Linked DNA regions of Mus musculus: all the other regions are linked to region 3. Evidence: chromatin contacts called from public Hi-C and promoter capture Hi-C data. All regions are on one chromosome and are shown on one strand. Each heading gives the region's core, a stretch centred on a gene start, on an enhancer-like site or on the middle of the called end of the contact. The rest is flanking DNA. Distances are from core to core; before and after follow the strand shown. Region 1 holds the start of Srp68 (signal recognition particle 68). Region 2 holds the start of Trim47 (tripartite motif-containing 47). Region 3 holds the start of Tmem94 (transmembrane protein 94). Region 4 holds the start of Mrpl38 (mitochondrial ribosomal protein L38). Region 5 holds the start of Armc7 (armadillo repeat containing 7).

Region 1 (6,058 bases), core at 3,125-5,624, 510 kb before region 3:
CCGGCCTGGCCTGTTATTTTTTAATGACGGTTATATGTCTGCTTGTCTGCATGTACACTGTCTGCATGTGGTGCCTGTGGAGGCTAGAAGAGGACTCACTACCCCTGTATTTGGAGTTAAGTTTATTGTGAGCCACTGGAGTGGGTGTTAAGAACAGAGCCTGGGTCCTCTGCAAAAACAGGAGGTATTCTTTTTTTTTTTTTTTTAAGATTTATTTACTTATTTATTTATTACATGTAAGTACACTGTAGCTGTCATCCAGAAGAGGGCATCAGATCTCATTACAGATGGTTTAGAGCCACCATGTGGTTGCTGGGATTTGAACTCAGGACCTCTGGAAGAGCAGCCAGTGCCCTTAACCGATGAGCCATCTCTCCAGCCCCAGGAGGTATTCTTGAAGTCTGAGCTATCTTTCCTACCCTGTTTCTCAGCCACCTTTTATTTATTTATTTTTAAATTAGAATTTTATTTTTATTTTATGTACACTAGTGTTTTACCTGCATGTATGTCTGTGTCAGGATATTGGATCCCCTGGAACTGAAGCCACAGACAGTTGTAAACTGCTATGTGGGTGCTGGGAATTGAACCTGGTCCTCTGGAAGAGCAGCCAGTGCTCTTAACCATTGAGCTATCTCTCTTGCCACATCCCCCCCTTTTAATTTTTTTTTAGATTTGTTTATATGTGATTATTTTGCCTGCATATATATGTATGCACCACACGCCTAGTGCCCACAGAGGGTAGAGAAGGCACTAGATTCTCTAGAACTGGAGTTATAGATGGTTGTAAGCCATTGTGTGGATGCTGGGAATTGAACCTGGGTCCTTTGCAAGGGCAACTACCCGACTGAACTATCTCCCCTAGCCATCTATTGATTGGCTGACTGATTGATTGACTGACTGATTGATTGACAGGGTCTCATGTAGGCAGAGTGGCCTGGAACTTGCTATGTAGCCAAAGTCCTTGAACTTTTGATCTTCCTGCCTCCACTTCCCAAATCTTATGGCTTCAAGCTTGGTTCATGTGATGCTGGGGTTCAGACCCAAGACTCTGTGCATGGCAGAGAAGCAGTTTAGCTGAGCAGCATCTCTGGGCCCCATCTTTTCCAGTCTGAGGGTAGTGGCATTTAGTGCAGGAACATGAAAAGATTCTGAAGGGCTTTGAGGAGAACACTGATATACTTGCTCTCTCCTCCCCAGCAGCTTCCCCTAAATACTTATCTAAAGCATTTGCTTGGAGGCTGGAGAGATGGCTCAGTGGTTAAGAGCACTGACTGCTCTTCCAGAGGTCCTGAGTTCAATTCCCAGCAACCACATGGTGGTTCACAGCCATCTGTAATGAGATCCGATGCCCTCTTCTGTGTGTCTGAAGACAGTTACAATGTACTCATCACATATATAAAATAAATAAATAAAATCTTTTTTTTAAAAAAAGCATTTGCTTGGTTTTTGGTATGTTTATGGAGTTGGGTGACAATCGTCATACTCACATGTACATGTTATGCTCTTGTTTGTTTTGGGAAAGAAGCCATCCTATTGTGTGCAATGTGATACCCAATGTTTTAAACACTTCTCTCCCCACTTTATGTGCCACCTCCGCATCCTCCAAAATTCACCCCGAGCCTTTGGCAAGTGCTTATCTTTCTAATCTACATATTGTCCCAATCCAGGCATTTCATACACATAGAATCACAAAATATGAGCTCTTTGGCATCTGACTCCTTTCACTGTTTATTACAATGTCTTCAGGGTTCATCCATGCTGTGACATGGTTAGTAGTCTCTTTCTTTTTATGGCCAAGGAATAATAATATCACGAGGTTATGCAGCATCTTTTCCATTTAAATGGGATAGATATTTAAGAGATGTTTGTTTGTTTGTGTGTTTGTTTGTTTTTTGAGACATGTTTTTTTTCTGTGTAGTCCTGGCTGTCCTGGAACTCACTCTATAGACTAGCCTATCTTCAAACTAGAAGATCCATTTGCCTCTGCCTTCTTTTTTTTTTTTTTAAAGATTTATTTTATTATTTTATGTAAATACACTGTAGCTGTCTTCACACACTCCAGAAGAGGGAGTCAGATCTCATTACAGATGGTTGTGAGCCACCATGTGGTTGCTGGGATTTGAACTCTGAACCTTCGGAAGAGCAGTCAGGTGCTCTTACCCACTGAGCCATCTCACCAGCCCTTGCCTCTGCCTTCTGAGGGTTGGGATTGAAGCTATGCCCACCACCGCCCAACTTGCTTCTCATATATATATTATGTATGATTTTGTCAATTTGACATATTTTAAAAGGAACTCTTTTTTTGTTGTTGTTTTGTTTTTTTGTTTTTTCGAGACAGGGTTTCTCTGTGTAGCCCTGGCTGTCCTGGAACTCACTCTGTACACCAGGCTGGCCTCGAACTCAGAGACCCACCTGCCTCTGCCTCCCAAGGGTTGAGATTAAAGGTGTATGCCACCATCGCCCGGCTGAGGGAGCAAGCCAGTAGGTAGTGTTCCTCAGTGGCTTCTGCTTCAGTTCCTGCCTCCAGGTTCTGCCCTGAGCTCCTGTCCTGACTTCTCTCAGAGGTGGATTATTTGTTACCTGAGAGCAGTTAAGATGAAATAAACCCTTTCTTCTCAAATCTGCTCTTGATCATGATGTTTGCCTTAGGTTTCCATTGTTGTGAAGAGACACCGTGGCCAAGGTGACTCTTATAAAGGACAACATTTAGTGAGGAATAGCTTACAGGTTCAGAGGTTTAGTCCATTATCATCATGGTGGGAAGCATGGCAGCACACAGTCTGACATGGGGCTGGAGAAGCCAAGAAGGGACAAGGGGACTGTCTTCCACAGGCAGCTAGGAGGAGGCTCTAATTCCACACTGGGTGTGATTGAGCAAAGAGACCTTAAAGCCCACACCTAATAGTGCCTCTCCTCATGGGCCAAACATTCAAACACATGAGTCTATGGAGGCCAGACCTATTCAAACCACCATGTTTTATCACATCAGCAGAAACTCTAAGACACCATTTATTTGTATTTTTAGCTGCACCCTGGGATTGCAGGCCTCCGTTCCTCTCCCCTCCCCCTTTCCTCATGGCAACTGACTTGGCCTCAGTTCTTGGGGTCTGTGAACTCAGTCAGAGAGCAGCTTCCCAATAAACCACCTTTAGTATAATCTTTGAAAAAAAAAGAGGTGGGGGCTGGAGAGATGGCTCAGTGGTTAAGAGCACTGACTGCTCTTCCAAAGGTCCTGAGTTCAAGTCCCAGCAACCACAGGGTAGCTCACAACCATTTGTTATGAGATCTGTGTGTGAAGACAGCTACAGTGTACTTAGATATAATAATAAATAAATAAAAATCTTTTTTAAAAAGTTTATATAGCAAGTTCTTTTTCCTGCTGGGCCATCTCCATGGCTTATTGTTTAGGTGTGTGTGTGTGCAGGCCCATGCTTCACAGCTCAGTATGTGAGTGTAATTCGGAGGACCACTTTTTGAGGTTAGTTTTTGCCTCCCACCTTCTGAAAGCAGTTTGTCTAATTTTTTGTTTTCAAAAGCCTTAACCTTTATTTTTATTTTGTTTTATGTATATGAACATTCTGTCTACACGTATGTCTGTGTACATGTGTTTTGTAGACTACGAAGCCAGAAGAGGGTTGGATCCCTGGGACTGGAATTCTAGATGGTTTTGAGCCACCATTCTCGTGCTAAAAATTAAACCCAGATCATCTTGATAGAGCAACCAGTGTTCTTAACCACTGAGCCATCTGCCCAGGCCCAGTCTTCCTTGATATTTTTGCTGGAGAACTAGTACTCCACACTAGCTGATCTCTGAACTCCGATGGGGGGAAGGGTTGGAGTCATACATTTTTTTGCAACCTCCTTTAGTAACACAAAAGGGTAGACTGAGTTACGCGGCCAGCTTCTTTTCACCTGCCGTGATTGGCACAAGACTGAGACTCCTGGTGTACTCGCCCGCAAAGATTAATAAAAGTCATACTTGGATGGTCACATGATCTAGAGGAGGCCACGGGTCTCAAGCTCCTATTGGGGACACTGCCTTCTGACCGAGGCCTCTTCGTGTGTGTGTGTGTGTGTGTGTCTGTGTGTGTGTGTGTTTTAAATAAGGTCTAACTGTGCAACCCAGACTGACCTCAACTCGAGGCAATCCTCCAGCCTCAGCCTCCTCGGTATTGGGATTAAAGGCGTACACTACCATTCTCTGGGTGCAAGGATGCATGAGGTGGGCATCTTTCTCGGGTCCTCCTATCCTTGGTAGATTTGAAGCGAGGCTAATCCTTAGAAATGCGGAGACCCAGCAACAGCCACGAATTCAACCCAGGAGGCGCAGGCGCACACCAACACACCACAGAGGCCCAAGACATCCGCGGTCTGCGGCGGAGTCCGTCAGTGTACCATCGGCCCAGCCTGGAAAGTGCCGCTCTCTCTCGCCGCTGGTCGTCTCGCCTGCTCCGTTCCATCGTGCTTTGCGGCTCAGGGGCAAGATGGCTGCTGAGAAGCAGATCCCGGGTGGTGGTAGTGGTGGTGGTGGAAGCGGCAGCGGCGGCGGCGGCGGAGGGAGCGGTGGCGGACGCAGTGCCGGAGGAGACGAGAATAAAGAAAACGAACGCCCTTCAGCCGGATCGAAGGCAAACAAAGAGTTCGGGGACAGCCTGAGTTTGGAGAGTATCCTCGAGCGGTGGCCTAACTCGCAATGACTACGTGTCGCTCGGAGGGCTGGGGGCGGGCGAGGCGGCGGGGGCCAGCACCGGGCTGCGGAGCCGAGGTGCGCCGCTGCCTCCTGCCCTTCACTTTCGGCATTCCCGTGTGCATGGTTTGCCTCTCGTCCTGGCTTTCCGGAGCTTGTTTTTGCAAGGGGTATAGAGATGGTAGGCAGGGTTCCCTCTGTGCCCCTCAGATGTCCAGTTGGAGGGCTGAGCCGGGGTTGACACCCTGCCCACCCCACAGAGCTCCTGGTCGGTACCTTGAGCCACCGGACTGTGGAGGGGAAACTGCAGCCTTGACATTTCAGCGTGGAGCTGTTGTCGGACAGCTGTCGAACCCTGGGTCATAAAACAGCGAGATGCTTTGAAAATGGAGGGAGAGTGCTCTCCAGGAAAGCTGCTGCTTACCTGTTTTGAATAGTAGTTACTTTAGTTTGTTAATATCATGTGTATAGTTTTTTGTTTTTTCAAAAGTAGGTCTGTAAGGCATTTTATCTTGTTGGACTCTTCTCGAAGAACTGTAGGAGTTACTTTTTTTTTTTTTTTTTTGAGTGTCCAAGTCCGCATGGGTATGGGTGTAGGTGTAAGCGCTGGTGCTGTGTCTGCAGGTCACAGGTCAACGTCTTCCTAATTCTCTACCTTTGAGACTGGGTCTCCCTCCAAAAGTGCAGCTCACTACTTGGAATAGACTGTATGGCCAGTGGGCTCCAGGGATCTTTCTGTCTCTTGCCATCCCAGCTGTGGGATTACGTGTGCAAACAACAGTATGGCCTTTTTACGTGGGTTCTGGGGAGATCCCAACATGACCTCATGCTTGCTAACAGCAAGTCCTTTACCAGCTGAGCAGTCTTCCCAACCCTCAGGAAACATTTTCTGGTTTGTATTAGCTTATATATCATTTGTGTGGTTCTAATAGCATGTGGCTTTTTTTTTTTAACGTGTTATTTTAAATACTTTTAAATGTTGCTTTATCTTATTTTATGTGTGTGTTTGCCTGCATGTTTGTGTATCACATGTGTGCCTGGTGCCCACAAAGGCCTGAAGAACATATGGATCTCCAGGAATTAGACTTACAGATGTTTAGTTCCTCCACGTGGGTGCTGGGAGCCGACCTGGATTCCTCCAGAAGAGCAGGAAGTGCTGTTAACCACTGAGCCCTCTCCAGCTGGTTTGTTGGTTTCTGAGACAGAGTTTGGCTGTGTAGCCCAATTTGGCCCTGAGCTGCTTCTCATCGCCCGCCGTCCCCTCTGATGCTGAGATAATAGGCATATACTATTGTTGGAGTCCCTTGTGGCTTTTTGAGATGCATACCAAATGGAGGTGGTTTAGAGGAATTTCTGAAATAAAACATGCAC
Region 2 (5,977 bases), core at 1,263-3,762, 340 kb before region 3:
CTCAGCGGTTAAGAACACTCACTGACTGCTCTTCCGAAAGTTCTGAGTTCGAATCCCAGCAACCACATGGTGGCTCACAACCATCCGTAACAAGATCTGACGCCCTCTTCTGGAGTGTCTAAAGACAGCTACAGTGTATTTACATATAATAAATAAATAAATCTTTAAAAAAAAAAAAAAGAGGACATTTTGGGCAGGTGACATGGCTCATCAGTTGAAGGTGCTTACTGAATTCCAACCCTTGAACCCTCATACTAAATAAACTAAGGGGTTGGAGGGAGGGCTCCCCAGTTAAGAGCACTGGCTGCTGTGCTCTGCCAAAGGCCTGGGATCCCATTCCTAGCGCCCACAAGGGCACTCAACACTGTTGGTACCTCCAGCCCCAGGGGATCCAGTGACCTCTTCTGTCCTGTGCACATGGGGCAAACGCCCATACATATAAAGATTTTTGGTTTGGTTTGGTTTTTCGAGACAGGGTTTCTCTGTGTTGCCCTGGCTATTCTTGAAACTAGCTCTGCAGACCAGGCTGGCCTCAAGTTTAATGAGATCCACTTGCCTCCAAGTACTGGGATTAAAGACGTGGGTGCACCAACACCCTCTCAGCAGCTGGAGATTAGCCAGCTACCGTGGGAAGAACTGCCTCCATGACTCCATTATGTTAACTAAAAGTGTTGGTTTGCCTTCTCTTATGCGCAGGCGCGTTTGTCTGCTTGCCTTTAAATTCACCGCGTGCACTGTTCCTCGGAGGCCAGAGGAGAGCGCTGGATCCCTCTAAACTGCAGTTACAGGTGGTTGTAAGCACAATGACGTGACATGAACTGAACTTGAGTCCTCAGCAGAAATAACCAGTGCTCTTAACGGATGAGCCTTGTCTACAGCCTCGCAAATGGACGTGTACACCATGGCATGGTGACACACAGATGTGATGGTGGCACTTGGGAGGGCACATGTAGGTACATGAGCAAGGTAGCTCATTTGTCACCCCGTCCCATCCCATCATCAAAGACTCCATGCTATGGTACGGCTGACCATGGCTGATGATCACTCTGACTGTCTGGGTAAGCTGTGTCAGTGTTCCCACTGAGAGAGTGCTCGCTCGCTCGGTGCCTTCAGAAGCCATCGTGCTTAGCACACAGACAAGGAGTCACTTTGGAGAGCCTACAGGAATTATTTGGGATTCTGCTGATAGTTACAGGTAACTATCACATGGGCACATGGATGCTTATTTTTTTATCGAGGGTTGTAACAACACTATTCCACCCACTTTGTTTATTCGTTTGGTTTTGGACACCATGCTCAGCCTTTAACCAGGGGCTAGAATCTAACTCAGGCCCTTACACTTTACCAACTGTGGGCTCCACTCTATAATAATAATAATAATAACAATAATAAGGGCCTGGAGAGATGGCTCAACGGTTAGGAGCACTGACCACATGGTAGCTCACAACCATCTGTAATGGGATCCAGCGCCCTCTTCTGGTGTGTCTGAAGACAGCAACAGTGTGCGCATATAAAATAACTACTAAAATAATTTTGACAATTTGATTCTACATAGTTTAAAGCTTAACATTATTGCATTATTACAATGTCAGTTTACCCGACATGGTGGCCTGCACCTGGAATCTCAATACTGGAGAAGTGGAGGCATGGGAATCAAGGCCAACATAAGCTCTGGGCTAACCAAGGCTATGTAAGAAAGACCTATCCCAGAAACAACACGAAGAAGCCATAAGCCTGTGATCCCAGCACTCAGGAGGCTGAGGCAGGAGGATGAAGAGTTCTAGGTCACTCTGGGCTACATACAGAGACTAAATCTCAAGCACAAGTCCTTGCAACTAGACGCACTGTTCTAAATGCATAGTTGGGCAGGCCTTAACCAGTGTCTCCTTTTGGGGAACTACAGGCACCCGCGAGTATCCATGAACGGAAGTAAATTCCTCAGACAAGGGATTTGTCAAGTGATGTCAGCTTCCCATTTCAGATCTAGACAAGGCTAAGTTCCCCAGCGCGGGTAAACACAGTCGCTAAGAGGTCAAAACAGACACATACCAGCAGTAAGTTTTTCTGTATGTCAGCAACTCAGGGAACTTGGCTAACTGTACCTGGGAGGGGTCTGGAGGGAAAGGCGCTGGCTACATGGCTGTGCACGCCCACCATGGCACCTGGCTGACCAGGATAGAGGATGGAGGATCGAATGTCCTCTCAGCCTCCTCCCCATGAATCCCCTCACATTCTCGCTCCGGGTCCTCTCCTTTTCACAATCCTCTGGCAGTCCCACCGCCTCCGCCCACGCTGGGTAGAAGTCTCAAGAGGGTCGTGCTCCCCTGGAGGGCTGGCCGGCCTCGCGGCGTCTGCTGACCGGTGGGTGCGGCGGTGGCGAGCCGCGCTGGGGCGAGCAGAGCTGCGGAGGGGTAGGAGGGGGCCGGACCCTTGGCCAGGGTCCCAAGGGGCGGTGCCGGGCGCGAACCGTCCCAGGTCCCTCCCAGGCGGGAGCAGCACAGGCGGTGCCCGGGTAGCGGCGGAGCCATGGACGGCAGCGGGCCTTTCAGCTGCCCCATCTGCCTGGAACCGCTCCGGGAGCCGGTGACACTACCCTGCGGCCACAACTTCTGCCTCGCTTGCCTGGGCGCTCTCTGGCCGCACCGGAGCGCGGGCGGCACCGGTGGTTCCGGAGGTCCAGCTCGCTGTCCACTTTGTCAGGAGCCTTTCCCCGACGGCCTGCAGCTCCGCAAGAACCACACGCTGTCCGAGTTGCTGCAGCTCCGCCAGGGCTCGGTCCCGGGACCCATGTCCGCCCCGGCTTCAGGATCGACCCGGGGCGCCACGCCCGAGCCCTCCGCGCCCAGCGCACCACCTCCGGCTCCGGAACCATCGGCTCCCTGCGCGCCGGAGCAGTGGCCCGCGGGTGAGGAGCCGGTGCGCTGCGACGCGTGCCCCGAGGGCGCCGCCCTGCCCGCCGCGCTCTCTTGCCTCTCCTGCCTCGCCTCCTTCTGCTCCGCGCATCTGGCCCCCCACGAACGCAGCCCCGCCCTGCGCGGCCACCGCCTGGTGCCCCCGCTGCGCCGACTTGAGGAGAGCCTGTGTCCGCGCCACCTGCGGCCTCTGGAGCGCTACTGTCGCGTGGAGCGTGTGTGCCTTTGCGAGGCCTGTGCCACTCAGGACCATCGCGGCCACGAGCTCGTGCCGCTGGAGCAGGAGCGCGCGCTTCAGGAGGTGGGGCACCTTGAGTCGACACGTGGAGATGGGTGACAGGAGGGACACTAGAGCTATTTAGTCCCTCACTCTTATCCGGGTGTGTCTGTTATATATTTGTTTTATCATTATGGCTGTGCACATGGAGATGAAGGAAGCAACTTTGTGGGGTTGGTTCTCTCCTCCTGCCTTTACATGGGCTTCATCTCTCTGACTCAATAGGCTCTGCCTTAGTTTCCTCCTCTAGCCTGAGAATCTTTGCAACCTCTTCCGGTCTACACTGTCATTTGCTGGGGCTGGTGTGGATGGAAAGAGAGTCGGGAGGGACTAGTAAGATGAAAGAGTGGCAAAAAGCCGAGAGAGAGAGAGAGAGAGAGAGAGAGAGAGAGAGAGAGAGAGAGAGAGAGCGCTTTAGCTAGATTAGTGTAAGTGTAAAGCGAGAGAGGGATCCGCATTAGGCCCTCAGAAGCCGTGGGGGTCAGGAGTCGCTGGGTGCGGGCGGGGCCCCGTAGCTGATGCCCTCTTCAATTCAGATTCGTCCTGAATTGAGTCAGCCACTTTGTATGGGTGTGGCGGGCACCAGGAGAGCGACGGAGTTTGGGCTGGTCACACAGATCTCCTCTGTCCGAATGCTCTGGGGCCGTGGGGAGCATGTGCCCAGTGTCCCGCTACCTCCCACCCCCAGTTTCCTTTGGCCTCCATCCCGGTCTTGGCGCCTCTGGCTTTGGGATTTTCCGCCTCTCCTGCCTGGAGCTGTGACTCATTAGAGCCGAGGGATTTGCCCGGAATCCCCATTTTTCAGAGCTGGATTGGGGGTGAAGGCTCTTTTGAGACTAATCCCCAGGACTATTTAGTGTCCTCTTTTCTGGTTCCGTCACGTCACACCCTACCCCACCCTCTCACACTTTGCCTCTTCCCCAGGGGGAAAACAATCCCAAATAGAGAATCATAGGTGGCCCTATACTGGCTTCTCTGGTCAACAGGTTGTCATATGCCCACAACCTGCTTCCTTGCCAGGCATTTGGAAATGGCACCAGCTTGGGCCAGAGCTGCCTTGGGGATATTCTGGGACTTCACGGCCATTTCCGTTCCCTTCATTCACAAATGTCACTACCTAGCCCCCCAAATTCTGAGATCTGATGCAGTTCCGGGGACCTTTGACAGACACCAATCTCACAAAACCTGGTCCACAGGTGGAGCAGTCCAAAGTCCTGAGCGCTGCGGAGGACCGCATGGATGAACTGGGTGCCGGCATCGCACAGTCCCGCCGTACTGTGGCCCTCATCAAGGTCCGCGCCCACCCCAATCCCCCTGTGCACCCCTGAAGCAGGCCTCTGAAATCACCACAAGCTCTCACTGTGGTGCCGCCCACTCTAGACGTGCTCGTCCCCACTAAGCAGGAACACCTTGTTTCCTGCAACCTGGCTCAGACCCAGAGCAGGCTGGGGCTGGGTGGGGGCTGGGTGGGCACAAGCAGTCAGGGACGGAGACAGCGGGCAGGCCCGGTCTTTGCCCTCACTGTTGTCTCCTCTGCTCTCTCCTGCAGAGTGCAGCTGTGGCAGAGCGGGAGAGGGTGAGCCAGATGTTTGCCGAGGCCACAGCCACCCTTCAGAGTTTCCAGAACGAGGTGATGGGGTTCATCGAAGAGGGAGAGGCCACAATGTTGGGCCGGTCCCAGGGTGACCTGCGTAGACAAGAGGAACAGCGCAGCCGCCTAAGCAAGGCACGGCACAACCTCGGTCAGGTTCCAGAGGCGGATTCAGTCAGCTTTCTCCAGGTGAGGGCGGCTCAGGAGCCATAATTGAAGAGATGGGGCGGGGTTGAGAAACAATGGCAGCCAGGATGGGTACCTGGCCTTCCAGGATAGTTGCTACCTTCCCTGGTGGCGAGACACTGTGGCCAGCAGACTTACTGGGCATTTGTCTGGCACAGGAGCTCCTGGCACTACGGCTGGCCCTGGAGGAGGGGTGCGGCCCCGGGCCTGGGCCCCCCAGGGAACTCAGCTTCACCAAGTCCTCCCAGGTGGTCAAAGCGGTGAGAGACACCCTCATCTCAGCCTGTGCCAGCCAGTGGGAGCAGCTGCGGGGGCTGGGCAGCAATGAGGATGGGCTACAGAAACTCGGCTCAGAAGGTGGGTGCTCCATTATGACTCACTTCCCCCAGATGGACCTTCCGGGCCCCCAGATCTGGTGTCCATCCAGGCATGAAGGAGGGAGAGTGGCAGGGCCGTAATCCTGCCAGGAACTGAAGCTATGCCTCCAGGGGGCAGAGGGGAGTCTTCTAACTCACCCATGGACTTTACAGAGATCAAGGCCCTGCATTCGGGGTTAGGGTTGGGGGGGGGGCGCTCAAGCACCACATCTGCAGGAGAACATGGTCGTCCCCCCCATATGGGTGTCTGTCACCAGGTGGCTGGGGGCTTTGGGAGGAGGGAAGGGTAGGAGGGAATTAGATCCACAGGCAGGGGTGGGGCACTACCAAGGGTAGTCCTGCAGCCACAGGTATTCTAGAGAGATGGCTTTTCCACCACCTCTTCCCTCCCCTGCAGCAGATGTGGAGTCCCAGGACCCTGACAGTACCAGCCTGCTGGAGAGTGAGGCCCCCAGGGATTACTTCCTCAAGTGTAAGTAGCCAGCCTGCTGCTACCAAGGGGCAGGCTTAGCTGCTAGGCTTCAGAAACAGGGTCTGGGAGGGACCACAGAGCTTGGGAGCCCTCTCCTTAGTCTCTGGGGCGAACAAGGTCATCTCCATGGGTGGTCTCCATTAGTTCTGAGTCTCACCAGTC
Region 3 (5,536 bases), core at 1,577-4,076:
CTTGCTTTCAAGACCAGGCTGGCCTTGAACTCACAGAGATCTGCCTGCTTCTGCCTCCCAAGTACTGGGATTAAAGGCATACACCACCACCACCACACAGTTTACAGTGAACATTTCAATAAGAAAAATATCAAACTGTAGGGAGGTGTCAGGGCCTTCAAAACAAGCTAAAGGAATTGAGCTGTCACAAGGAACAATCACATGATCTCTCTTATATGAGTTTTCTAGAACATTCAAAAACAACAGAGACAGAAAATGTAATGTGGGGCTGGAGAGATGGCTCAGCGGTTAAGAGCACTGACTGCTCTTCCAGAGGACCTGAGTTCAAATCCCAGCAACCACATGGTGGCTCACAACCATCTGTTATGGGATCTGATGCCCTTTTCTAGAGTGTCTGAAGACAGCTACAGTGTGCTTACATATAATAAATAAATCTTTAGAAATGGGTGGCAGTGGTGGTCTTACAATAACACAAATGTACTAACTGCCACAGATCTTGTGCTAAGTCTCAGGAAATGCATTATTTCACCACTACTAAAAAGAAAAACCCAGCAAACTCTGGCTCTGCCTAACATTCCCAAAGCGGTGCTGCTGTCTTTTGAGTTTGCTGCAGCCCAGGGCAGGTTTATACGCCTCTGTGTCTCTCATCAATAACGTCTTTCCTCGTTTCCCGGTAGGTTCTGAGAACTTCCCGCAAAGGAAGGCTGCTTAGCACAAGAGTCTTCTTCCAGTGGATCCCGAAATTATAAAAACCGAGATCACACGATTATGTTAAAACTCTATCAGTGGCCGGACAGTGATGGAGCACGCCTTTAATCCCAGCACTCGGGAGGCAGAGGCAGGAGGATCTCTGACTTCGAGGCCAGCCTGGTCTACAAAGTGAGTTCCAGGACAGCCAGGGCTACACAGAGAAACCCTGTCTTGAAAAAACAAAAACCAAAAACAACTCCATAGTGAGATGTACCAGGGTTAGGGAGGAGAGAGCGTCAAGGTTGGGTTGAAATCTGGCCCTTTCCCTCCTTCCCACACCATGTGACCAGCACTGTTTACTACCAAGCCGGCAGCCGCAGGCCAAGCTGATGATTATACAAACCCCTGATCACCAAACCACAATGGCTGAGTCTTCTGGAAGGAAAACTTTCCGATTCTGCAGCGGCCTAACCTTTACTTCACTTAAGCCCGCCTGCAAACTAGACTTTCAAACCCTATTACAGAAACTTATCTTTTCAGCCATGGAAGACAGCGCAGTGAACAGAACACAGACACAATAGCAACGGAATAAAAACCACCGACACGGGGTTACCGGTTACCGCAAGGTGCAGTGGGAGACCAGGAGCCTTCTCACTCGGAAATCAGGGGTGTCCTTAGAGGCCCCGAAGGTCTTTCCAGCTCACTGACCACGACAGGTTAAATAATACCTAGCGTGTCGGCAGTAAGCATCTGACTGCTGTATAGAAATTGATTCTGGAGTCCAATTTAGGGGAAAGGAGCAGGGAGGAGCACAAGGACTGTGACCTTTATTGCTAATTCGTTCTTCAGGAGGTAAGCCTTCCAAACGGTTGAGGTTGACTCTCTTCCCTGGGAGCTGGCACTTCCTAGCCACTTAAAATAGAAATGTCAAGTGTTTTCTGATTTCTTTCCCTCTTGTGGCCTGGCCAGCCTCCTGCCTGTCTTCTAACCATCTATTGAGGTCTTATACCAAGTGGAATGTGCAGAGGCGGGCGTTCAAGGGCAGTTACCTCTCAAACTACCTGGGGGTACTGATTATCAAAGAGGTAGCTTGTTAATGCAGTGCTCGCCAGACTCTAGGTTCCCCTGCTTGTAATTCTGCCAAGAGAGAAGTGACAGCGAATACAGCCGGTGACATTCCACTGCAGAGTGTCCGGGGACTCTGTCTGAACTGCTAATTCGTTCTCCAGGATGAGCCTACACTGTACAATGGTCTGACTCTGAAAGTGACCGTCAAACTTTTCTATTCCCTCCGTCACTCTTATTTGTTGTTGCTTTAGGTACTGAACCTTCCCCCAAGGCTTTTAACTGTAGGGTTTCGCGGTAGGGAAAAAACAGGGAAACTGCTTTACAGAACTGCAAAGGCTGTGGTGCTACGCTGGCTTCCGAAGCATCTTTATGTGACTCTAAAATCGGGGAAGCACGCCCCAACTGCAACATCGCAGCCTTGCACTGAACTGGAAGTCCCTCGCAGTGTCTAGCAGGCGGGCGGGTGCAGAGATCCCGTCCACTCCGGGCGGCGAGCACAGCGCGCGCTGTGGCAGAAAACCGCCTTTATTTGGGCCGGGGACACCCAGGGGCCTACAAATAAACACTCGTGGCATCAGGATTGGCAGTCGCTGGCCCGGGGCCCAGCCACGGCGGACCTGGGCCAAGGGTTCTTTGTTGGACACAACCTTTATTTCTGACGTGGGACCCCGGCAAGGGGCAAGCCAGGACAGAGAGGGGACATGAGAAAACGAAAACAAACAAACCAAAAAACCCTTGAGGACGTGAGGGAAGGAGCCGGCCCGGAGTTGCAGGCAGGCGCCGGCCGGCCCCTCTCCTCCAGCACAGAGAGACACCCCCTTTGGTGCCACTTGCTAGGTGCACACCCCAGGCGCTCCTCGCCTCGGGTAGGAACTCAGAGGGCGCAGCAGGCCGAGCCCCACGCCCCCTTGCTCCCCACTTCGGGCCGCGGGCCTTCTCGTACTTACCGGGGCCCCCTCGGACGGTCTTCCTCGCCCGCGTCCTCACCCCTCCCTGCCCCCTCCTCACTTCACCTCCCCGCCTCCAGGGGCCGCAGCCATGTCCGTTGTGGGCAACTCTGAGGAGGCTTGCCGCCTTCCCCCAGCAACAGACGCGCAGGCCAACAAGCCAAAGATCCCGACGCTGATTGGTTGAAATTCGAGGTAGGCGGAAGATTCTGATTTGTTATTGGCTGTTTGGTGCGCTCAGCTGTAACCTCCACCGCCCCTCCGGGAGCCTGGCGGAATTGTGTGATTGTTACTCTAAAGCGATCCGGGGAAGCCTGGGTCCTATCTCCGGCACGAAGCTCCCGCGTTTTTAGCGCTATAGAACCAGACTAGAGGCAATCATACAATTTCCTCCCCATTAGTTTACCCACTAAATTTTTCTAGAGCCATGGTCAGGTGATACCTTCTGCCCTTTATTATTTTTTAATGAGGCCCTTGAAAAATCGCCTTATCTGTATTTTCTTCAATTCTTCCTTAATCTTTAAAAGTCCCTCAGTACTAATATTATGGACCAACCAAAGCTGGAGAATCTAAAGCAATACTGTTATTTCACCCTCAGTTCATTTGAAATCTAAAAGGAAAAACAAGCTTGAAAACAACTTTTTTTTTCTAGACTAATTAGAGAAATCGCTTGGGAACCCTCTCTTGGGAAAACAAAATAAGCCTGTGTCAGTATTTACTTCCATTTTCCCAGAGATCTAAGTCTGGAAGGGTTGCTTTTAGAAAAAAAAAAAAAAAGTTTTTTTTTCTGTTTATGAAGTCAGAAAGGGTCATATCTGGTCCTGGGAAAAAAGAGCCCCTTCCTTATAATAATGAATTTAATCATGCGATTACAATCCCTCTTTTCGGCTAGACAAGAAGCCATTTTACTGATTTAACTCTGTTTAAACCAGTTCAGCTGTTACCTTGAACACTCATAGAACCTTGGCACAAACCTTCAACACAAACATCTGTAGTTTATCACTACAGATGGAGAAGTCCAAATCTCTCCACATAACCATAGATGCTCATAACATGATGGAGATAGCCACATAGCCACTTTCAGGGCTCATTGCCACATGGACTCACTACAGTCTTAAACATGCTGGAGTACTTTGTTCAGTAGCTCTCTGAGCTTTTACATTTCTTTGCAGCTAATAACAGCCAAAATGCAGCCAGGCAGTGGTGGCACACGCCTTTAATCCCAGCACTTAGGAGGCAGAGGCAGGAGGATTTCTGAGTTTGAGGCCAGCCTGGTCTACAGAGTGAGTTCCAGGCCAGCCAGGGCTACACAGAGAAACCCTGTCTCAAAACAAACAAACAAAACCCCCAGCCAATATGCAAATACATGCCCGTGTGAAACTTTAGCCCAAACACTCCCTTCCCATGCTGCTTCCCTGTCTGTTGCACAGAACTGGTTAGTTACCTGGGTCTGGGGTCTTTCTACTTCATTCCACAAAACCTGGAGCCCTTGGGGAATCCTGCCTTAGTTAAGGTTACGCTTGCTGTGATAAAACACCATGATCAAAGAAGCATGAGGGAGGGAAGGCTTTATTCAGCTCACACTTTGGTTCATCCTCAAGGAAGTCAAGATAAGAACTCAGTCAGGACAAGAAAAACTGAGCAGGAACCTGGTGGCAGGAGCTGATGCAGAAGCCATGGGGAGGGGCCACTCACTGGCTTGCTCCCCGGGGCTTGCTCAGCCTTTCTTACAGAACCCAGGACCACCAGCCCAGGGATGGCCCCACCCACAGTAGGCCCTCACCCAAATGTCCTAAGGCTTGCCTACACCCAGATCTTACGGGGCAATTTTTTATTTTTTTATTTTTATTGTTTTTGTAAAAAGTTATTTGTGGGGCTATTTTCTGAATTGAGCTTCCCCCCTTTCTGATGACTCTAGCTTGTGTCACGTTGACATAAGACTAGCCCATACAGGGGCTGGTGAGATGGCTTAGTGGGTAAGAGCACTGACTGCTCTACTGAAGGTCCTGAGTTCAAATCCCAGCAACCACATGGTGGCTCACAACCGTCTGTAATGAGACCTGACGCCCTCTTCTGGTGCACCTGAAGACAGCTGCAGTGTACTTATATATATATAACAATAAATAAATCTTTGGGCCAGAGTGAGTGAGCAAGCGAGGGAGCAGGGACTGAGCGAGCAGAGTTGACCAGAGCAAGCAGAGGTCCTAAAAAATTCAACTCCCAACAACCACATGAAGGCTCACAACCATCTATACAGCTACAGTTTACTCATACACATAAAATAAAATAAATAAATCTTTAAAAAAAAAAAAAGTCTAGCCCATACAACTGAGCCCTTGACTCACAAACACATCAGTTTTCAGTTAGAACCTTGCCTTTCTTGTTTATCCCCAAGATGGCATGTTACCAATATCAAAATATAAAACATAAATAACCTCCAATACCCTATAGTCCTTACAAATTCAAACACATTAAAACTTCATTCTCGGGGCTGGTGAGCTGGCTCAGTGGTTAAGAGTGCCGACTGCTCTTCCAAAGGTCCTGAGTTCAAATCCCAGCAACCACATGGTGGCTCACAAACATCGATAACGAAATCTGATGCTCTCTTCTGGAGTGTCTGAAGACACACTACAGTGTACTTAAATATAATAAATAAATAAATATTAAAAAAAAACTTCATTCTTGGCCGGGCAGTGGTGACGCATGCCTTTAATCCTAGCACTTGAGAGGTAGAGGAAGGCAGATTTCTGAGTTCGAGGCCAGCCTAGTCTATTTAGTGACTTCCAGACAGCCAGGGCTATACAGAGAAACTCTGCCTCAGAAAACAAAAA
Region 4 (5,476 bases), core at 1,564-4,063, 370 kb before region 3:
CCTGCACGGAGTGACAAGTAGCAGGGCCAGGGTTTGAGTTGTGCCCAGGCCAAGTCGCAGGCTCAACCACATCTCCTTGATGCCCCACAGGGGAGAATGTGATATACAAGGCAGGCATGGTACCCGCTGGGACTCAGTCCTCCTAACACATAAGCAGTCCCAAGTTAACCCTGAATGGAGAATCGTGGGTCGAAAGGATCAGCTGGCATTATGGGGCCACCTTGCATTTCTGCCATCTCCCAAAGGGAAAGGGGGTGACTTCCAGCACATGGGATGACAGGCAATGCAAAGAGACTCCCCAAAACCTTGGTCTTCCTGAGTAGTGAAGCGAGCTTAGGAAGAGTGTGAGCTTAGCTGGCTGTGCTAGTGACAGCAGTGATCCCAGCACTCGGGAGGCTGGCTGTGCTAGTGACAGGTGTGATCCAGCACTCGGGAGGCTGGCTGTGCTAGTGACAGCAGTGATCCAGCACTCGGAAGGCTAGCTGTGCTAGTGACGGGTGTGATCCCGCACTCAGGAGGCTGGCTGTGCTAGTGACAGGTGTTATCCCAGCACTCGGGAGGCTGGCTGTGCTAGTGACAGGTGTGATCCAGCACTCGGGAGGCAGGCTGTGCTAGTGACAGGTGTGATCCAGCACTCGGGAGGCTGGCTGTGCTAGTGACGGGTGTGATCCCGCACTCCGGAGGCTGGCTGTGCTAGTGACAGGTGTGATCCCAGCACTCGGGAGGCTGGCTGTGCTAGTGACAGGTGTGATCCAGCACTCGGGAGGCTGGCTGTGCTAGTGACAGCAGTGATCCAGCACTCGGGAGGCTAGCTGTGCTAGTGACGGGTGTGATCCCGCACTCAGGAGGCTGGCTGTGCTAGTGACAGGTGTGATCCCAGCACTCGGGAGGCTGGCTGTGCTAGTGACAGGTGTGATCCAGCACTCGGGAGGCTGGCTGTGCTAGTGACAGGTGTGATCCAGCACTCGGGAGGCTGGCTGTGCTAGTGACGGGTGTGATCCCGCACTCAGGAGGCTGGCTGTGCTAGTGACAGGTGTGATCCCAGCACTCCGGAGGCTGTAGGCTTGAGAATTAGGAGAGTCTGCGACACACTGAAAGATACTGTCTCATAAAAATATAAATAAAAGTGATGCTGGGCAGTGGTCATGTATGCCTTTAATCCCAGCACTCAGGCAACAGGGGCAGGCAAACCTCAGGATTCAAGGCCAGCCTGCTCTACAGAGTGAGTTCCAGGACAGCCAAGCTACACAGAGAACCCTGTCTCAAACACCAATTTGAGGCTGTGAGTAACAATCTAGATGAGAGGGGGCAAGAGTGAGTGTGTCAGAAGACTGCCTGCTGGGGAAGGAGCAGAGGGCAGAACTGCACCTGGTGGCATGAGGGGCACTGGAAGTGCTCCCAGGGACCTTGACATGTGTCAGGAAGATGTGAAGAAGAATTCAAATCTCTGACGTGAGGCAGTGTGGTATCACCACACGCCTGTAATCTCAGCATTTGGGAGGCCATGGTAAGAGGAAGAGGAGTGGACCAAGGCAGGGAAATCAGGAGAGGAGGGAGGGGAAACTGGGGTTTGGGATGTAATATACAAGAAAATAAAAATGACTGTCGTGAGTTCAAGGCTACAAAATAACTGCCAAGTAGGCAGGGGTATATAGCAAAAACCTAGCTCATTTAAAATTAATATTGTTAGAGCCATTGCTTCCAGGCTGGATATGTGTGAATCCTTGTTAGGTCTCTCAAACAGTTGAAATACAAACAAGATCCTCTCTTCAGAGCTTCCCAGACAGGGAGAATCAGAACGAAGAACAGGCTACCTAGCTGAGCAGTCTCCACCCACTCGTGGAGACACCATGACTCTTCAGCAGTACAAGGGCAGAGAGAGGAGCTGGAGAGACTCATATAAGAGGGTTCAGAAACAAAAGGATAAAACAGCAAGTGAGACCATATGAACACCCTGCAAGTGTTCAGTTCCCCTCACACTCAGCAAGAACCCTTCAGTACCCATCAACTCCTCAAGGCAAGGCTGTGGTGTCCTGACCTGTGAACTCCAACACTTGTCAGACAGCAGCTGCTCACTATTGGAGGAATTAGAAGTGATGGTGAGAGGCTTAGCTGCCTGGGTGCTGTGGAATTTAAGCTGTGGCCATTTCTGCTGGATATCGAGACCTCACTGCATTTCACTGTGAGTTCAAGGGTCAGACTTCTGTTAGCAAAAAAACTAGCAGTCATTGGCCTGGATTGGGGATGTCAGGACTTCCTTGAGAGAGCACTTCGGGGCCGGCAGGTCACAGAAGGAGAAGACAACAACAGCAGACACCTTGTGATCTGGGGAGAAGCTGAAGGAGTAGAGCTTTGCTATACTGGAAACTTGAGTTCCAGGGCAGAAGGGCTGAGGCTGGGTCAAAAAGCGGTAGAGAGCACTAGAACTGTGAATTGGAGATGATCAAGAGAGAACAGATGCACCAAGGTGCAAATCCTGCGAAGCGAGCACTATTATTACCTGTTTTATTCCCAAGTCTGACTCCAGAATCCTCCTCTATCAATCCCTGTGTCAGGGCCAGAGGAAGGTGAGTGAGATCCCTGGGGTCAAAACCCATAGTTGTTCTTGAAGCTGTACCTTTGTGCTGCCTCCTAGTGGCAGCTCTCAGCCCCGCGCGATCCAACAGGCATCTTCCGGGCCCGCACTATCAGACCTCTCTTAGACTTTGCGCCAATGGGAAGGTCCCAGGACTTTCAGCATTACGTCAGGAGCTTGAGACCGCGGGGCGGGGCGGGGCGGGGCGGGGGGCGGGGTCTCCCACGGGGCGGGGCTATGGAGGCGGAGCCTCCCGCCGGACGCGCAGGCTTCTCTCCGGCCACCTCTGTCTGGGTCCTACGGGCGTCTTTGGCGACCTGGGGGAAAGATGGCGGCGCCCTGGTGGCGTGCGGCGTTTTTCGGAATTGGGAGATGCCGGGGCTTCAGCACCTCGGGTGAGTGGTGTGAGGTCGTGGAGCTCTTGGGCCTCTGTAGCTCCGGTCGCGGTCCTAAGCCTGCGTGACGTCCCTGTCTGTGCCCGCAGCCTTCCTCAGCCGCCGGACACCCCCGCTCGGGCCCATGCCCAACGAGGACATCGACGTGAGCAACCTGGAGCGGCTGGAGAAGTACCGGAGCTTCGAGCGGTACCGCCGCCGGGCGGAGCAGGAGGCGCGCGCCCCGCACTGGTGGCGGACCTACCGGGAGCATTTCGTGAAGGAGACAGGTGCGGGAGCGACGTATTCTCCCCCAGTTTGGTCCCCGTGGGCCCCCGGAACGAGAAGGACCTGCGTGCCCCTCAGACGTGTAGTTCTGAATTTAAGCAAACGTCCAAGTGATATACGCATAGCTTAATCTGTCTGTAAAACTGAGACTCAGCCGGATGGTGGAGGCCCACGCACTTAATCGCAGCGTTTAGGAGGCAGAGGAAAACGGAGCTCTTGACTTAGGGGCTAGCCTAATCTACACCGTGAGTTTCAAGACAGTCAGAGCACACGGAAAAACCCTGTCTTGGGGATGGAGGTGGTAGTATGGGGTAGTAAAGATGCATTGTTTGAAAACGAAAGAAAATGAAGACAAAGCAAAAAACAGAAAAAATTAACAAAAAAGGAAAAGAAAACAAAACAAAAAGATGCATTATTTGGCTTTTTGGTTTTTGTTGTTTGAGATAGGGTCTTATTAGCCCAGGGTGGCCTTGAACTCACTGTGTAACGAGGATGATGGAGGACTGCCTTGTTCCGCCTCCCAGTTAACTGAGAGTGCAGCTGGGAACCACCAAGGCCTGGCTAGAGATTAGGGCCTCACTATATAGACCAGGCTGGCCTCAACCCACAAATCCACCTGCCTCTCTCTGCCTCCCAAGTTTTGGAATTAAAAGCATTTGCCACCAGCTGGTGCCCCATCTCCTTAAATCTGCCTAAAACTATTACTAACTCTACCCAAGACTTAAGTGTGCAGCCTGGTCTACAAAGTGAATTTCAGGACAGCCAGGGCTAAACAGAGAAACCCTGTCTCGAAAAAACAAAAAAAAAAACAAAACAAAAAAAAAGACTTAGGTGTGTGTTGTGTTCATAACCACCTTTGAATCATGTTTTTCTTTCCTTGTTTTTCTTTCTTTCTTTCTTTGTTGTTGTTTTAAGACAGGGTTTCTCTGTGTAGCCCTGCCTGTCCTGGAACTCATACAGACCACGCTGCCCTTGAACTCAGAGATCTGCCCACCTCTGCATCCTGGGTGCTGGGATTAAAAGTGTGTGCCATCACTGCCCAGTGTTATAATTATTTAATCTCAGTCAGGGGTTTCTACTCACCTTTGATCATTCAACTCCTAGATACAAGTCACAAAGCCTTAAAGCACTAGAGCTGGGCACATATCTACTCAATACTGTTATGTCTACTTCTCTGCCAGTAACCCCGAGATATGACACTTCCTCCAGCTGGACTGCCCTCATGGCCAGTTTTCATGGTCCCTAACCCCATGGCATCTTCTGTGTCCACTTTCTCTCTCTCCCTCCCTCTTAGTCCCCACCTCAGACACCCAGCCTGGGAACCAAAATCCCACCTAGCTCCCTTCTGCTCAGCTGTAGGCATCGTTATTCACCAATCAGGGATAACTTTGGGGGCAAGGTTACATAGCATCACTTGTGTCTAGGGTCTACCTGAGAATCCCTTCTCCCTGGGGGCAACCAGAGCCAGTATTTAGCATTGCAATACACAGCAACAGACCAAACCTCCATAGCCCAGCTACCTTTGAGTCATTTGAAAGGTGATTCTGATAACCAGTTAGGAAACCCATCTGCCTCAGTTTCCCACGCTGGGACCCAGTCTGGGGTCCAGATGCCAGAGTTTTACTTTATATCTCATTTGCTGTATGGCTGAGCCCTGTTCAGTTCCGGGAAGCAGACTGCATAGGTCAGCTTAGTGGGTCAAGTGTTTCATCCTTTCCTGGAGTATCAGGGGGACAGAACTAGATAAAGTCAGGCTGCTCAACAATGATGTTTGATTTGGGGCCGGGGTGTTGGTCCAGTGAGGAAAAGTGTCTGCTGTACTCACCCCACCCTCAGAGCGTGAAGACCCGAGTGAGGCTCTCCCACATCCACACAGAAGCCAGGCACAGTGTCTGCTTCAAACCCCAGTGCTAGGGGTTGTGGTTCCCAGTTCCGTTTCAACACTGGAGTTGTGAACTCTGCTCAGGCAGACAAGATGGGAGGTGTTAGGTTACCAACGTAGCCTAAGTTCCCCAACCTGGGTGAGAAATGAGGCAGGCTGAGGAAATGCATGCAGGGCCTGTGATGAGCTGGGGGGGAGGGTGTCCTGCTTAGCTGAGGGGTGAGTGTCCTGGAGCGCTGCAGGGCCTTCTGTGGGAGACTTAGGTGGGGCATCTCCATATGACTAAGGCTTCTTGATGAGAGAGACAGTCCTTGCTTGTCCATACTGTTCATTGGTGGTGACAGTGGATGCATACAA
Region 5 (6,080 bases), core at 2,981-5,480, 290 kb after region 3:
GGAGAACTCAGCCCTGCGTGTTGTCCCTGGACCGCCATGTTCCTATCACAGCACACACATAAACACAGACACACACTAAATAAATGTAAAAAAAATTTTAAAAGAGATTTAAGATAATTTATGTAATATCCTCTGTCCCAAGAGTATACTACGGAAGGAGAGGGGGGCAGCTTGATAATGGAGACTTCTGATACAGTTGCTCACCAGGTCATGAAGGTGAATCGAGAGGTACGTCACACTGGCACTAAATGATCCTAACAGGAGTTCCAGGCTAGCCAGAGCCTGTGTCAGACACAACAACAAAAACACCCAAATAAGGCCTGATGGTAAAGCCACGTATGTCATATGGGGTCTTGGGCCAGAAAAAAGTGTATCAGGGAAAAACCAAAGGTCATATGAATACTATGAATAAAGACCTGCTAGTGGTGATGTATCAATGCCAGCTCATTAACTATAGCAGATAAACCAGTGCGAGGAGTTAAGAACAGGAAAAAGAGGGTGTGAATGTGTGGCAACTCTTTATCTTTGGATTTTTTTCGTTTTCTTTCTTCTTTGCTGAGAAAGAGTCTTGAGTGGCTCAGAACTGGACTTGCTATGTGGCTGAAGGTGGCTCTTGAGCTCTCTGTCTGCCTGTCCCTACCTCCTGCATGCTGGGATTACAGGCACAGACCACCACACACTCTATTGAGTTACACTCCCAGTCTCTTCAAGTTTTCTCAACTTGCTATAAAATAAAACGTTTATTTGGAACATAAAGAGGTCTCTGTAAGGAACAAAGTCAGATGAAATATGCAGGTCCTGCACTGGATCCTAGTTACAAACCAACCATCAAAAAATGTCCCTTTGGGTCTGCAGGTTGCCTCAATGAGTAAAGGACCTGCCACCAAGCTTCACGACCTGACCGCCATCCTCAGGAGCCACATGGCAGAGGAACTTACTCTACAAAGTATCCTCTGAAAGCCAGGGATGGTGGAACAACCTTTAATCCCAGCACCCATGAGGCAGACAAGTTTCAGACCAGCCAGGGCTACACAGTGAGACCTCAAATGCCCTGTCCTTCCTCATTAATAAAAAAGAATGTTCTTTAGGGCATTGTTAGGAAATTTTGCATAGCTAAATATTAAACAATATTGGAATTATCTCCTTGCAATGCTGAGGACGGACGCACAGAGCCTTAGGCACGTGGTACATGCACCATGATACAGGTCCTCCATCACTGAGCCCTGAGTTACTCTTACGGACAGTTTCCTTCTCAGTGCACCTAGGGTTCCTTTTGTACTACATGAGGAAAGTTTATTTTTAAAAGAACCTTTTAATGTGCTGAAAGAACTTGTTTGTTCTTAAATGCTCAACTTCTTCCCACGACCTAGATCCAAAGCTCCCGTGCCAATCCCTCTAATTTCTAGTTTCTGTTCCATCCGCCTCTTCACTTAAAATATCCCTAACACATCGGCCTCCCTCTAACACATCAGCCTCCCTCTAACACATCAGCTTCCCTCTAACACATCAGCTTCCCCTCTAACACATCAGCTTCCCTCTAACACATCAGCTTCCCCTCTAACACATCGGCCTCCCTCTAACACATCAGCTTCCCTCTAACACATCAGCTTCCCCTCTAACACATCAGCTTCCCTCTAACACATCAGCTTCCCCTCTAACACATCGGCCTCCCTCTAACACATCGGCCTCCCTCTAACACTTCAGCTTCCCCTCTAACACATCAGCCTCCCTCTAACACATCAGCCTCCCTCTAACACATCAGCTTCCCCTCTAACACATCAGCCTCCCCTCTAACACATCGGCCTCCCTCTAACACATCGGCCTCCCTCTAACACATCGGCCTCCCTCTAACACATCAGCTTCCCCTCTAACACATCAGCTTCCCCTCTAACACATCGGCCTCCCTCTAACACATCAGCCTCCCTCTAACACATCAGCTTCCCTCTAACACATCAGCTTCCCCTCTAACACATCGGCCTCCCTCTAACACATCAGCTTCCCCTCTAACACATCAGCTTCCCTCTAACACATCGGCCTCCCTCTAACACATCGGCCTCCCTCTAACACATCAGCTTCCCCTCTAACACATCAGCTTCCCTCTAACACATCGGCTTCCCTCTAACACATCGGCCTCCCTCTAACACATCGGCCTCCCTCTAACACATCAGCTTCCCCTCTAACACATCAGCTTCCCTCTAACACATCGGCCTCCCTCTAACACATCAGCTTCCCTCTAACACATCAGCTTCCCTCTAACAGCTTCCTGCTTAGCTGCTTTGTCTACATCGCATATCCAAGATGGCTGAAATGGAAGTAGCGTAAGTAGCGTGACACACCTCCTATGGCTCCATCTGAGTTCCTGTTTATCTCTACTTTGCTTGTTTTATTCGCCACCTAGCTCCCCTTCCAGAATACAATCCCCAACCTGTTCACCATCTCCTCAGAACCTGGGCCAGTACCTTCCTTATAGGGTGCCCAATAATGACTATCTATCATGGGGCAGAGGAGATGGCTTAGTAGGTAAAAGAGCTTGCCACACAATTCTGATGACCTGAATTCGGTTCCAGGGACCTACATAAGAAAACCAGATGCAGTGTCGAGCATCTGGAACCCCAGCACTCTCTCCCCATTAGCTGGAGGCTCACGGCCCAGCTATGGAGTGCACTGCCCTACTCTGAAGGCACAGAGATCTTCCCTTAGCAACTGGAAGAGGAGAACACAACAACAACGACTACCTTAGTTTTTAGAGACGACATCTTACCACATAGCCCTAGATGGTCCAGAACTCAGTACTCACGCTAGGCTGGCCTGGAACTCGGAAAGATCTACCTACCTCTGTCTTCCCAGTACTGGGGATGAAAGGCATGTACCACTGTACTCGGGGAGAACTGACTCTTGACAAATTTCATGCATACAGCCTGGTGCACATGCATACTCACACTCATCCACACACACATGCAAACACACACCTACACAGCAAATGTAAAAGAGTCTACCTTGAATAATTCAAACGGCCTTACAATAACCCAACTATAGGAGTTCTAAGCTACCTTTGCACCTCTTGACAGTAAACAATACAAGGGCAAGCTCCAGCCGGGCAGTGGTGGCGCACACCTTTAATCCCAGCATTTGGGAGGCAGAGAGGCAGGCAGATTTCTGAGTTCAAGGCCAGCCTGGTCTACAGAGTGAGTTCCAGAATAGCCAGGGCTACACAGAGAAATCCTGTCTCAAAAAAATCAAAATCAAGCAAACAAACAAACAAAAAACTAAACTTCTTTCAAAGAGGTTTCACCCCATTTCCTCACTTATTATCTCTTTTCTAAGAGGAAGAAAGACACGACTTGTTTGGAATGAGCTGTGACCCCGATAATGTGTGGAGGAGGAGAAGGTAGGTGGTCCACACACGGCAGCTCTGCCCTAGATGAGATCCCATCCCAAACACTAGTTTGTTTAGTGACAGTGTCTTACTCTGAATCCCAGGCTGGCCCCCAAGTCGCAACCATCCTCCTGCTTCAGCCTCCCGTAATGCTAGTTTTATAGGCGAGTGGCATGCCTGACTCTCAAGTCGCTCTAGTCTATAACTTGGGGGGAGGCGCGCGGGCACGGGGGTTGGGGGCAGCCTAACTCTTACCAATAGCAAACTTGATTAGGGTTTCATTCTCTTCCGACAGAGAATCAAGGAATAAGTCCAGGACTTGTAGTTGCCGTAGGTACTGGTAGTTGCCCGGGTCATAAGCGAAGTTGGCGAGGTTGGCGAGGACTTGCTCCTTGGCATCTGCAATGGGAAGCAGCCCTGGGGTCGGACCTGTGCGGCGGCGGCTGCCGTCAGAACCCTCCTGGGTCCCTCGTGCCCACGCTACACCTCTTACCTTGGCTCTCGGTTTCCTGGAACTCTGTGACCAGCGCCTGCAAGTAGCCTAGCCGCCCGACGTGGGGGTCTATCTTGGGTTTCTGTGCCATGGCTGGGGCGGCGGAGTTGGGAGCTCCGGTAGAGGCCACAAGGCCTGGATCCTGACCTGTCCCGGCGGCGACAGAGCGGCAGCAAACCCAGTCTTGTCCTGAGATCCGCGTCTGCAGCTGGGGATGAGCTGTGGGGGTGGCCAGGGGTCTCAGGATCCTGTCTGAGCCGGATCTGAAAACCAAAATTCAACCCGGGCGAGACGCTGTGGCTTTTCGGAACTGAAGGCAGGCACGCCCCCTTACCACACTCCCTGCACCGCTTCCTGGTTCAGGGCGGAAGTCTCTCTAGCCCCGCCCCAGGAAACGGAGTGAGCGGGACCAGGACGGGATTGGGCGTGGTTACTGGGCGCCTCCTGGGCTTCCCTCCGGATTTCTAGAGCTGGAGGCTTTAACCCTCCACTGCGCAGCCGCCGCAGCGGGGATGCGTCGAAGGAGAGAGGAAGGGAGAGGGGAGGGAAAGAGGAGAAAAGGAGAGAGAGAATGGTGGATGGATTGACAGCCGGGCAGACGGATCTTCAGGCCATCTAGACATGATAGTAGTTTAATCCCAGAACACGGAGTTTAAGGACGGTTTAGTCTACAAGGCAATCCAGAGCTACATGGCAAGACCCTGGTAACAAAACAGAACATCCATCAAACCCCAAACACAATCTTAGGGTCACAAGGAGCGTCAGGGAGGGGCCCAGCTTTGCCGTGCTGTGGTGGAGGTGGAGGATGGAGGCAGTAAGGGTTTTTAGGGCAAGGGTCAGGGGTCATGTACTATGTTTGGTACCAGGGACCTGAATCACAGCAGAATGGTTTGTGTACTTCACCTTTCCCTGGCCCCCACCTCTGGGGTTTAAGTTCCAGTGATCAATCCATGCCCAACATCAACCAAGAGCAAGAGTTTTAGTCTTAGTTTGGATGCTTGAGAACCAAGGTTGCTCCGTGAGAACTCTGTGCCCTTTAGGTTTTATAAGAAGCAGGCTAGGCAGACTTCTTACATCTCAGCTCAAGATGGCCAAGCGTCTGACTAGTCAGAACATCAAAGACCTGGGGACCTGGAGCCTTTGAGATTCCAGAACAAATACTTTGCAGACTCCCCTCAAAATTTTCCAGGGATGGTCCAAAGCAGATCCTGGCTACAAAAGAGTAGACTTTGCTTCCATCTTGTCTCCAAGCCCCAGGCTCCAAAGAACTGGGATTACAGCACACCTGGGCATGGGTGGGGCTGGAGATGGAAGTGAAGGTTTGATGTACGTGACTAAACTACATTTGCACCCTCATTTCTTCGTTGCTTATTGCCCTCAGATTAATGCCATTATTACCAACGGGCAAGTGTGATGAAAATTTCCTAGCTGGAGGATCACAGATTCTATTTTTCCTGGACGTGGGCCTGTTAGCCAGCCCCAACTCTGTTTTCTGTTAGAATGAAAAATAGGTCCCTGGCATTTGCCCTTCAGAGTAGAAACTTCCTTGGGGGGTGGGGGTGGGGTCAAGCTCAGTTCTGAGTTGCGATCCGGAAAGCAGTAGGGGACATTAGACAGAGAGGCAGACTTCAATTGGAAGATGGCATCTCATACAGGCCAAAAAAATTTTTTTAATAACGTTTATTTGTGTGTGTGTATGGTGCGCGCACATGGGCACGCCACAGAACAACTTGTGGTAGTGGGGCCTCTCCTTGTCCATGTGGGTCCCAGGAATCAAACTCAAGTTGTCGGCATGCAGCCAGCACCTTTACCTACTCAGCCGTCTCCACCCAAGGTCTAGAGACAGTGAACATAAGCAACTCAGCAAATGCACGGCTGCAGTACTTCCTTTGACCATGAGGGGGCACTCGTGACAGCACCTTAGAGGAACCGATCGCCTCCTAAAGATGCTTATTCATGCCAGATGGACTTGTGGAGGAGGATGGCTGGCGTCAGTCATGAAAATAAAATCATTTTCCTGATAAGGTTTTCTTGCTGGAGCCTGGTGGAGCCTGAACCAACAAACAACCCCAAGAAGTTCCTGCCAGCCTGAGGGAATGGAGGAAATTTACTCAGGCCTGGTTTCCGCTTTTCTTAGTCCAGAGTTCATGACCCGTGCGGCAGGGAATGTTTTTGTATATAATTCAGACCGTTTTCCCCTTCCCTGGAGTA

The links. Promoter capture Hi-C pulls out the DNA fragments that hold promoters and counts their contacts. Hi-C and Micro-C count contacts between places; a contact is called where the count stands out from the background.
Region 1: a contact with region 3 is called in a promoter capture Hi-C map of liver, with 2.3 times the contacts expected there. The contact joins the promoter of Srp68 here to the promoter of Tmem94 in region 3. A contact is called at or near these places in 5 of 39 promoter capture datasets (the C10 cell line, hippocampal neurons, liver and 2 more).
Region 2: a contact with region 3 is called in a promoter capture Hi-C map of liver, with 2.4 times the contacts expected there. The contact joins the promoter of Trim47 here to the promoter of Tmem94 in region 3. A contact is called at or near these places in 1 of 39 promoter capture datasets (liver), 1 of 115 datasets of contacts at active chromatin or transcription factors (pancreatic cancer cells) and 1 of 9 other capture datasets (pancreatic islet).
Region 4: a contact with region 3 is called in a Hi-C map of B cells, with 5 read pairs. The contact joins the promoter of Mrpl38 here to the promoter of Tmem94 in region 3. A contact is called at or near these places in 2 of 39 promoter capture datasets (both in liver), 1 of 484 Hi-C or Micro-C datasets (B cells) and 1 of 9 other capture datasets (pancreatic islet).
Region 5: a promoter capture Hi-C map of pre-B cells shows a contact between it and region 3, with 4 times the contacts expected there. The contact joins the promoter of Armc7 here to the promoter of Tmem94 in region 3. A contact is called at or near these places in 5 of 39 promoter capture datasets (cranial neural crest, erythroid cells, liver and 1 more), 1 of 115 datasets of contacts at active chromatin or transcription factors (pro-B cells) and 2 of 9 other capture datasets (adipose tissue and liver).

Annotation. Positions count from the first base shown.
Region 1 is chr11:116,272,533-116,278,590 of GRCm38.p6, reverse strand. Srp68 (signal recognition particle 68) reads left to right here and starts at 4,374. Exons shown (of 16, transcript NM_146032.3): 1 at 4,374-4,665. The coding sequence starts at 4,485.
Region 2 is chr11:116,106,770-116,112,746 of GRCm38.p6, reverse strand. It overlaps Trim47 (tripartite motif-containing 47), which reads left to right and starts at 2,512. Exons shown (of 6, transcript NM_172570.5): 1 at 2,512-3,213; 2 at 4,386-4,481; 3 at 4,739-4,969; 4 at 5,125-5,323; 5 at 5,744-5,815. The coding sequence starts at 2,527.
Region 3 is chr11:115,762,723-115,768,258 of GRCm38.p6, reverse strand. Tmem94 (transmembrane protein 94) reads right to left here and starts at 2,826. Exons shown (of 32, transcript NM_028014.3): 1 at 2,706-2,826.
Region 4 is chr11:116,136,205-116,141,680 of GRCm38.p6, reverse strand. It overlaps Mrpl38 (mitochondrial ribosomal protein L38), which reads left to right and starts at 2,813. Exons shown (of 9, transcript NM_024177.3): 1 at 2,813-2,970; 2 at 3,060-3,239. The coding sequence starts at 2,904.
Region 5 is chr11:115,473,817-115,479,896 of GRCm38.p6, reverse strand. It overlaps Armc7 (armadillo repeat containing 7), which reads right to left and starts at 4,230. Exons shown (of 3, transcript NM_177778.5): 1 at 3,870-4,230; 2 at 3,632-3,775. The coding sequence starts at 3,960. Slc16a5 (solute carrier family 16 (monocarboxylic acid transporters), member 5) reads right to left here. Exons shown (of 4, transcript NM_001080934.1): 4 at 5,499-6,080.